Regions from separate parts of the Mus musculus genome. Here region 1 is linked to region 2. Evidence: chromatin contacts called from public HiChIP or PLAC-seq data. All regions are on one chromosome and are shown on one strand. Each heading gives the region's core, a stretch centred on a gene start, on an enhancer-like site or on the middle of the called end of the contact. The rest is flanking DNA. Distances are from core to core; before and after follow the strand shown.

The links. HiChIP or PLAC-seq counts read pairs in DNA pulled down with a chosen protein or histone mark.
Region 1: an H3K27ac HiChIP or PLAC-seq map of hepatocytes shows a contact between it and region 2, with 7 times the contacts expected there. The contact joins the promoter of Urad here to the enhancer-like site in region 2. A contact is called at or near these places in 8 of 39 promoter capture datasets (the 3T3-L1 cell line, the C10 cell line, embryonic stem cells and 4 more), 11 of 484 Hi-C or Micro-C datasets (embryonic stem cells, liver and morula), 4 of 115 datasets of contacts at active chromatin or transcription factors (astrocytes, forebrain, hepatocytes and 1 more) and 2 of 9 other capture datasets (adipose tissue and pancreatic islet).

What each region holds. Positions count from the first base shown.
Region 1 is chr5:147,320,100-147,324,609 of GRCm38.p6, reverse strand. It overlaps Urad (ureidoimidazoline (2-oxo-4-hydroxy-4-carboxy-5) decarboxylase), which reads left to right and starts at 2,170. Exons shown (of 2, transcript NM_001039678.2): 1 at 2,170-2,453. The coding sequence starts at 2,279.
Region 2 is chr5:147,015,907-147,020,362 of GRCm38.p6, reverse strand. It overlaps Lnx2 (ligand of numb-protein X 2), which reads left to right. Exons shown (of 10, transcript NM_080795.4): 9 at 198-356; 10 at 1,307-3,708. The coding sequence ends at 1,442. Among named protein-coding and RNA genes, the nearest start is that of Mtif3, 54 kb to the right of the region's middle. Within about 2 kb of position 2,647, at least 10 of the 459 cell types and tissues checked have an H3K27ac peak or open chromatin away from gene starts, as enhancers often do. A contact at or near this core is called in hepatocytes, liver and pancreatic islet, where this site is marked.

The DNA.
Region 1 (4,510 bases), core at 921-3,420, 300 kb before region 2:
GACTAACATCTTCCATAATTACTGTTTTACACACACACACACACACACACACACACACACACACACACACCCTAGTGGGCCCATTTAGTGTTGTTCTTGTGATCATGTCGTTAGGGCTGACACTCGGGATTGGATAGCCTAACACGGGGCTCTCCACCGAATGCCGATTCTCTCTCTCTCAGCCTCGATTGCCTTTACACATGGTCATCATGCAGAGACTAGGTGACTGTGGCATGCTCAGCCCCAACTGGTAAGTCTACAATGCAATCCCTACACTCAAAGCCCAGGGAACATCAGGACTGAGGCTGTGGAAAGATTTTAAGAGTAGGATGTAGGGGTGGGGTTAGAGGAATGGTGAGAGAGGTCATGTGAGGGGAGCCTGTGATTGGGATGTAGAGTGAATAATTAGAACTGTCTGTAACAGACACACATTCAGGCAAGACACCAATGCACATAAAAGAATAAATCATTAAAAAATAATAAATACGCCGGGCGGTGGTGGTGCCCGCCTTTAATCCCAGCACTTGGGAGGCAGAGGCAGGCCGATTTCTGAGTCCGAGGCCAGCCTGGTCTACAAAGTGAATTCCAGGACAGCCAGGGCTATACAGAGAAACCCTGTCTTGAACAACAACAACAACAACAACAACAACAACAACAACAATAACATGGGGGGGGGGGGAGCCAGAGACGACCAGAATGTCTGCTGCTAGATAGTGCCTTTTAGACAGGAATAGGGAAGTCTCACCGGTCTAATCTCACCAACATAGTTGTCCAGACCTGTATAATGACATCACCGGCTGACATGCCAATACGGATGGGGAAAACTTTACAAGGTTTCACCCCCTTTAACATCCTTTAGCCTGTAGGCTAAGGCCACCCCTTCAAGCAGTGCTTTATAGTGATTGTACCAGCAGGGGGCGCCCGAGCACCACAGTTTCCGAAACAGAGTGTCAAACACCAGGTTTGACTTGTTACTGCCCCTTGGTACCTAGAAGGGCAAATATTGGGCGAAAGGAAAACAAGGCGTCTTTGGGGAGAATTTGTCCAGGGTGCAATCGTTTCTGGACTCGCGATAATGAGCGCTTTTCGTGCTTGTTCCTAGTCCCACACTGAGTTCTCCTGAGATCAGAGCCCCTCTCCTTCCCACACACTAGGGCAGGGGCGCCTCTCTTTGTGGCGCATGCCCCTACCCCACCCCCTTGCTGTGGTCTGTGGTCTTTCTAATCTTTTCTAGGCTGTTTCCCCTCCCCGCTCCCCCCTCCATCCCCCACCCCACCCCTACCCCGTGAAGAACACCACCAGTAACAGCCTTAGATAAACTGCTGCTGTGATAAAACACTTACCAAAAACAATCTAGGGAAGGCAAAGGTTTGTTTCAGTTTATAGTTTATAGGCTGTTGTTGAAAGAATCCAAGCCAAGAACTCAAGGTGAGAACCTGGAAGGCAGATTCAACCCTCTCTTCTTGGGCACAAACACACACACACACACACACACACACACACACGCTTGTACACATACAAAATACACCTAATTAAAAAAATATTTTTTTAAACGAGAGAAGATAGCACACTCCACCAGAGGCACCTTACCCTGTTCTGTTTACACTAATTAAGTCTATGTGGTGTTAAGCATTTAGAGTTCAAAGAAAGATTAAAACGCAGTGCCTGTGCTCTAGAGCAACAGCAAGGACAGATGAGGTGCTTGTGAGTTACCGTGTGGGTGCTGGGGACAGAACCAGGGTTGTCCCTGAGGACACTGTCCTGGTAATCCAGGCAGGTCACAGGGCCACCTGTTTGGTCTGCATGTGGTACACAGATTACATGCAGGTAAAAGCATACGTGCACACAGACAAGATGGTAATGGCACCAAGTGTCTGTCTCATTACATACGGCCACCGCCGCCACCTCTTGTTATGGCAATGCCTCGGGTGGAATCATTCTTTCTGCAGAAGTCTCTGCTCTCCTGATCATAGCCTTAAGCGGAGGTGGCGGATAGCTCAGTATTCGGGTGCTCCTCGAGCATGCGTGAGACCCTGGGTTCTGTCTCCAGCACACATATTACCCCTACCACCAACAAAACAGTTAAACCTGTGTTTCTCATCGCAGGACCGTTCTGGATAAGCTCCTCCCAGAGATATTTAAACCAGGGTCAGCTGCCCTTGCACAGGGCCAGCATGTGTGTTCAGCAAACACAACCCATGAGGAGGAATTAGCTCACTCGCTCGATGAGAGCGGACCACAGGCAGGGCAGAACACTGCCTCCAGTCCAGGATCAGCCATGGACATGGTGAAGGTCAATTCCATGGACTTCGGAGAATTTGTGGATGTGTTTGGGAACATTGTTGAGAAATGCCCTCTGATTGCCGCTGCTGTCTGGTCCCAGCGTCCATTCTCTGGCTTGGAAGACTTAGAAAATCACTTTTTTGCCTTTATTGATGCTCTCCCGAGATCAGGTAAGACTTCAGGACCGTGTGCGCGAAGTCATTTTCAATATTGTATATAAAAATATTTTAGATTACTTTAGCCTCCTTACTCAGTTATTTAGCCGGGATTATTAGAAGGATCAGTAGACATCCTTTCAAACGCTAGTCTCTTGAAGGTGGACACAAGAACATGGGGGCGGGATGGGCAAGGTAGCATGGATGGCCGAGGACAGCGGAGGCAGAGGGAGGACAATCTCTGAGGTCGAGACCAGCCTGATCTAGAGCGAGTTCCAGGACGGCCAGGGCTATTGGAGGTCAAGAATGGGAACAGGGCAAAGGCCTTGGTGACTCAGAAGCTGAAGGCCCACTTTGGCAATGCCCTGGATGAAAGAGAGGATAGCGAGGACCTCCCAGGGACCCCAGAGAGGAACGGGAAGCGCTGAGCGATTTTCAAAAAAAAAGGGCCGGTTTGGACCAGACAAGGATGCATTCATTTAGATCCCAAGACTCTTTGCAGAGAGAAGTAAAATGGGAGCAAAGCAATGTTTTCTGGGGAGAGTGGGCCACAGGGTGGGGAGAAGAGGGGGTAGAGGTTTATTCAGGATGGCACAGCGGCCGAAGGTCCAAAGGTACATAGTCCCTGTTCATAGGCTACTATGGGTTCTGAGAATAAACCCGACATGCCCTTGGGGAACAAAGTCAGAGGGTAGGAGTCACCTGCCCTTGAGACTGTTCTTAGTCTTCGGTCAGGAGGGTGGTCTCAGGACAGAGCAGGCACTCGCAGCTGCGTTCAGTATGGCTGTGACACTCTGTGGATTCTCAGACTCCTCTGTATGGCTGCCTATGAGAACTTACAGAGGAAGAGCACAGGTCCAGGTTATAAAATCAAGCTGAGGACTGGAGAGATGGCTCAGCAGTTAGGAGCACTGGCTGCTCTTCCAGTGGACTGGAGATCAATTTTAAGCACACATTCCCCACCCCCCAAAGATGCTCGCAAAGGCGTCTAACTCCAGGATCTGGTGTCCTGCTCTGGCCTCCGTAAACACCAAGGACACATGTGATGTGCAGACATACATGCAAACAAAACACTCAAATATGTGAAATTTAAGTGTGTGTGTGTGTGTGTGTGTGTGTGTGTGTGTGTCTATCTGTCTGTCTATCTGTATGTATGTTTGCAAATCAACTAATCAACTCAGGGTCTTTCTTGCTTATCCTGGGCACTCTACCACTAAGATGTACTCAATCTTTTTCACAATGTTTCTAGAACAGAGAGAGAGAGAAGAGGAGAGGAGAGGAGAGGAGAGGAGAGGAGAGGAGAGGAGAGGAGAGGAGAGGAGAGGAGAGGAGAGGAGAGGAGAGGAGAGGAGAGTCTCAATGTATTTGAAGGGTCATTTAAAAATCCTTAATGGGAAGTGGTGGTGAACACTGAGAAGGCAGAGGCAGGCAGATTTCTGAGTTCAAGAACAGCCTGTTTTACAGACTGAGTTCCAGGACAGCCAGGGCGCTCTCTATACAGAGAAACCGTGTCTTGAAAACAAAAACAAACAAACAAAAATCCAACATGCCTGTGCATGCCAAGTGTACCACATACACGCAGATGCCTACAGAGCCAGAGGAGGGCGGCAGATTCCCCTGAAACTGGAGTTATGGGCAGATGTGAACCATCTGATGTGTGTGCTGGGAGCTGAAGCCAGGCCCTCTGCAAGAACAGCAAGTGTTCATCACCACTGAGCCGTCTCTCCAGCTCGATCCAAAGGCTTTTGAAGAAAGTAAGCACACTAGGCTTTTCTAGATTATCTAAAACAAAATCTAGAAAGATGCGCGTGTGCATGCACATGTGGTATGTGTGATGTGTGAATGTATGCGCATGCATAGGGGTGGGGTGCTGATTTCTTCAACTGAGGTTTCCTCTTGACAGATGACTTTGGTTTGTGCCAAATCGACCAAAAGGAACCAGCGTGTGTGCGTGTGCGTGTGCGTGTGTGTGACATGGAACTCTTCCTGGGTAAGGATTTGTTTGGATTATCTAAACAAACAAACAAAGGAGCGAAGAAACTTTCTCGCCGGACAGTGGTGCCTCATATTTT
Region 2 (4,456 bases), core at 1,398-3,897:
CTACCCTGCTCCCCTACCCACCCACTCCCACTTCTTGGCCCTGGCGTTCCCCTGTACTGGGGCATATAAAGTTTGCAAGACCAAGGGGCCTCTCTTCCAAATGATGGCCGACTGGGCCATCCTCTGCTACATGTGCAGCTAGAGACACGAGCTCTAACAACAGTATGAACTAACCAGCACTCTCTGCTGTTTTACAGTGCCCTTCACAGTTGTCACGACATCGTCTTACGCAGAAGCTACTTGGGAAGCTGGGGCTTCAGCATCGTGGGTGGGTACGAAGAGAACCACACCAATCAGCCCTTCTTCATTAAGACCATCGTCTTAGGAACCCCTGCTTACTATGACGGAAGATTAAAGTAAGTCTCGTTCTCGTCAACGGTGCAGATCGCATGTGTCACACCAGACCTGACCTAACTGAGGGTTCGGCTCTGCTCTCTGCGTAGTGTTATTTCTACACAGCCATGCTCACTCATGTGTTCGCTGTATGTGCCTACTTACACTCCAAAGCTAAGTTCTTCTGTACTGGAGACTATGGATGGGCCACGGGGCCTCATCACAGGAAAGGTCTGCTACTCCCTGAGCGAGCCTGAAGCCATTTCTTGTACCATCCCTGCCCCTTGGAGCTATACTGCCTTTGTCTAGACCAGATCTGAACCCGAGTCTTCTGAGTGTGCCTCAGAATGGCAGTGGCCTCTGAGCGTTTCCCATGCAGCTCGTGCAGGTCTGATCCTGCCAGTTGATATTTCCCGAGGCTCGATGTCTGCCTGACTTTGTGAGATCCATGAATGGCAACCAGAGCCCCATTGTGGGCCCCATGTGTAGTGAGGTTTCAACACATGTGGGTGAATGTGCTGGCAGGCACAACACTGGGGTCTGTGTGTTCATTTAGTCAATGGGGTGTGTGTGGTGTGTGCACAGGAGTGCGGGTGCCCATAGAGGCATCAGATCCCCTGGAACCGGAATTATAGACAGTTGTGAACTGCTGGGAACCAAGCCGAGGTCCCTTGAAAGAGCAAGCGCTCATACCACGAGCCGTCTCCTCAGCCTTAACTTGGTACTGTTTAGAGAGAGGACTCGCAAATGACGTTATTCTTCATGCCCTTAAGTCCCCACCAGTTGTGGGAAGGTTGACTCGGCTACTTTTGATTGCCAAGGGAGAGACTTGAGACATTTCTCAGTTGGTAATACCCCTGCCCTGTGACAGTTAGCCAGAGCAAACTGATCTCGATGCTGGACCACCAGGACTGTGTTTGTGATGCTATTGAGATAATGGCACTAATTCTGCCCCTGTTTGTGTTTTGTTCAGGTGTGGAGACATGATCGTAGCAGTAAACGGCCTGTCGACTGTGGGCATGAGTCACTCTGCTCTGGTGCCCATGTTGAAAGAACAGAGGAACAAGGTCACGCTGACGGTCATCTGCTGGCCAGGCAGCCTCGTATAGAGTCTTGACATCAGACTCCAGTCTCAATTCTTCCTGCAGGTCCGTGAAGGAAGCCCCTCCAGGGTGGCATATCTGCTGGGCAGCGACACAGGACAGCAATACTGACATCATCCTGTGTTTCCCCTTGGCTCGGAATCGGCTCCCACCAGCCCCAGGGGCTCATTTCAGATGCTCTCGGTGGCTGCCACGACTGTCCCTGGCTGGACGGAAGTGGCCTCTGTGCCTGCAGCAGCCTGCAGCAGCTCAGTCATGAAGCGAGTTCCACCCGCAACTCCTCCATCCGCAGCACCTCGCTGCTGCAGCGTCCGCAGCACCCCCTGCCCCGGAGACAGAGCTGCGGAGGGGCGCATCTTAGGTTTTCCTCATTTTCCATTGGTGCCAACATTTCAAGATTTTTATACCGTTTATAAAGTGACTTTTGGGCTCGTTTCTACTGCGGCTGATCTTCAGTCCTCAACTGAAGACATAAACCGAACACCACTGATGAGACTTAAATAATGTACTGCGGTTAAAATAGGAGAGAGTCAAGAATAATGCTATTGAAGGGACAGAGCAACCTGGGAGGCGACTTCTGGAACTGGCAAAGCTATGTTGCCTGGAACAGCCCAGAAGCACGAAGACTCTGTTCAAAAGGAAAGCTTTGTTGCGTAGGAAAAGTTTGGAGATGTTTTTCTAAAAGTCATTTCTAGAGTTTATATTTATCAGCAATCTTGTCTGGAGAAGTTTTTGTGATTTATGCAATTGAACTAGGTGATTAAATAACATTACTTCTTAAACATGAGTGCGCATACACACACATACACACACACACATACACACATACACACACACACCACAGCTAAGTTGAAAGGGAGCCTTTGATTTTTGTTCCTGTGTATTTTAGAAATCCTTAGTTTCCCCCAAGAGACCAAAAAGCTCTGTTTTTGTTCTTGTTTTTTTAATCTGAAATAGTAGATTTTAGATGTTAGTGTCTTCAGCTGTTGGTCACTTAACTTTCTTTATCTTTTTTTTTTTTTAATGTTTAGAAAGCTGTTTGTCCTTTATTCAACACAGATGACCCTTAGACGGCATAATGAGAAAGTAAATAAGAGGAAACAACCTTTGCCTGGTTAATATTTATACTTGAAAAATTCCACTTAGAAACCTCGTTCAAAGTCAGAGCTAACTTACACGTGAGCTCAGAGACAGATGGCATCGATAATCGTACAGGCTGCGGTGCCGCTGGGCGAGCCACCTCCTCAGCCAGTATTGCTGGGCTTTGTATCCCTGTCGCTGGTTCTTCCAAGTTAAATTCATAGTAAGAAGCCAAACAGGTCTCTCTGTGGTAGATAAGGGTTGCAATGGTGGTTGCTACTGGCTTGTTCAGCCCCGAGCTCCCCAGTCACCACGCAGCCAGCACACACACACAGACCCCCAGAGAGGGATGCGGCCCGAGCACCCCCCCCCCAATCACCTATGAAGCAATTTGATCCTGAAGTGCAATTGACGTGAAACAGTGTGTCCTGCTCCCCAGGTACAATTTTGTAACCAGCCTTGCTACTTTTTAAAGACTTTGTAAAACCTGTCATTTCTCTGGGGAGTGGCCATCCAACAGATAATCATAACTGCCACTTTGTTATACATAAAAATATGTCCAACCTGGTGGTCTGGTGAATATTTGGGGGGGGGGGGTAGGATTCTTTCAATATTATTTTTCTTATGAAAATCTCAGAGGACACTGGCTGTTCCGGGGTCTCTGTAATGGAATTTCTCCCTGATCTGTTAGTGTTGATGTATTTGTACTTTGTCAGCTAAGCACTTAATAACTGAATATTTTGATTTGTTCTGTGCCTTCAGCTTACATTCTTCCAGAATTTCTCAGATGTTTACATAGCGGTGCAACGGCCGTTCTGGGTGGAGGTAAATGCCATCCGCTTCGGAGCAGCGCAGGCATTCATCCGAGAGCTGTGTCCCTATTCACAGAGCCACTGCCCTCAGTCACTGCCTGCTGTGCCTGAGCCCCACACACACACACCCATGATGCCCCTGCTCCTGCAGACAGAACACACCATAGCCTATGCTGTCTTATGTCTTCCCCATCCAGAGTACCTCCAGCCCTTGGCTGTCCCTGAAGCTTGGCCCCCACGGTGTGCTGAGCTGACAGAGTCTTGGATGCACTGGGTTGTATTGGGTTACATAGAATATGTTATTACCGGTTTCTCTCTTACTTTTTCTCGTGTTACTTACTAGAACCGCTTTCAATAATTGAATTGTAATGACATCGGGAGCCCGCCTCATGTTTCCTCGGCACAGCATTCGCCTCGTCAGTCAGTCCTGACCCGTGGTGGCTTCTGTTTCCTCTACTAGTTAGCCCACTTGCTCTGGGGAGGGTGACTGACTACCAGATATCCTCACACTGAGGATGTGTGCTGTCTGACGATCGGGTCTGTCACTGAACGGTGACGCTGCACCTTGCTGTGCCTTCATTCTAGACTTGCCCCGTTCTGGTGAGGCCGCGCTGGAAGTGTCTGGGGGACAGCCTATTGGACTCTTACAGCTCCTACTGTGGGGAATCCACAGTGTGACCCGGCTGGGATGCAGACCAGTACTCTCCTTGCAAAGAGTGACCGGTGGCAGTCCAGGAGTTGACTGTGTTCCAGCCTGAAGGAGCAGTTTCATAAAAGCCCAGGATACAACCACAGCCTCACGTTGCCCAGGTTCTAAGAGCAGAGAGTCACTGGCATACGTTTTCCTTCTCTAGCAGGGGAACAAGTAGTTGAACAGGCTGTGCACACCAGCTTTTTCATTTCATTAGCCACGCAGAGAACTGGGTGGAGGAGTTGGCAGGTGTCGTCAGCCTTCTTGTGTTTTCATAAAACAAGATCCGCGGGCTGGGGAGATGGCTCAGTAGGTAAGAGCACTGACTGCTCTTCTGAAGATCCTGAGTTGAAATCCCAGCAACCTTCTGGTGTGTCTGAAGTCAGCTACAGTGTACTTATGTATAATAATAAATAAATCTTTGGGCTGGAGCAAGC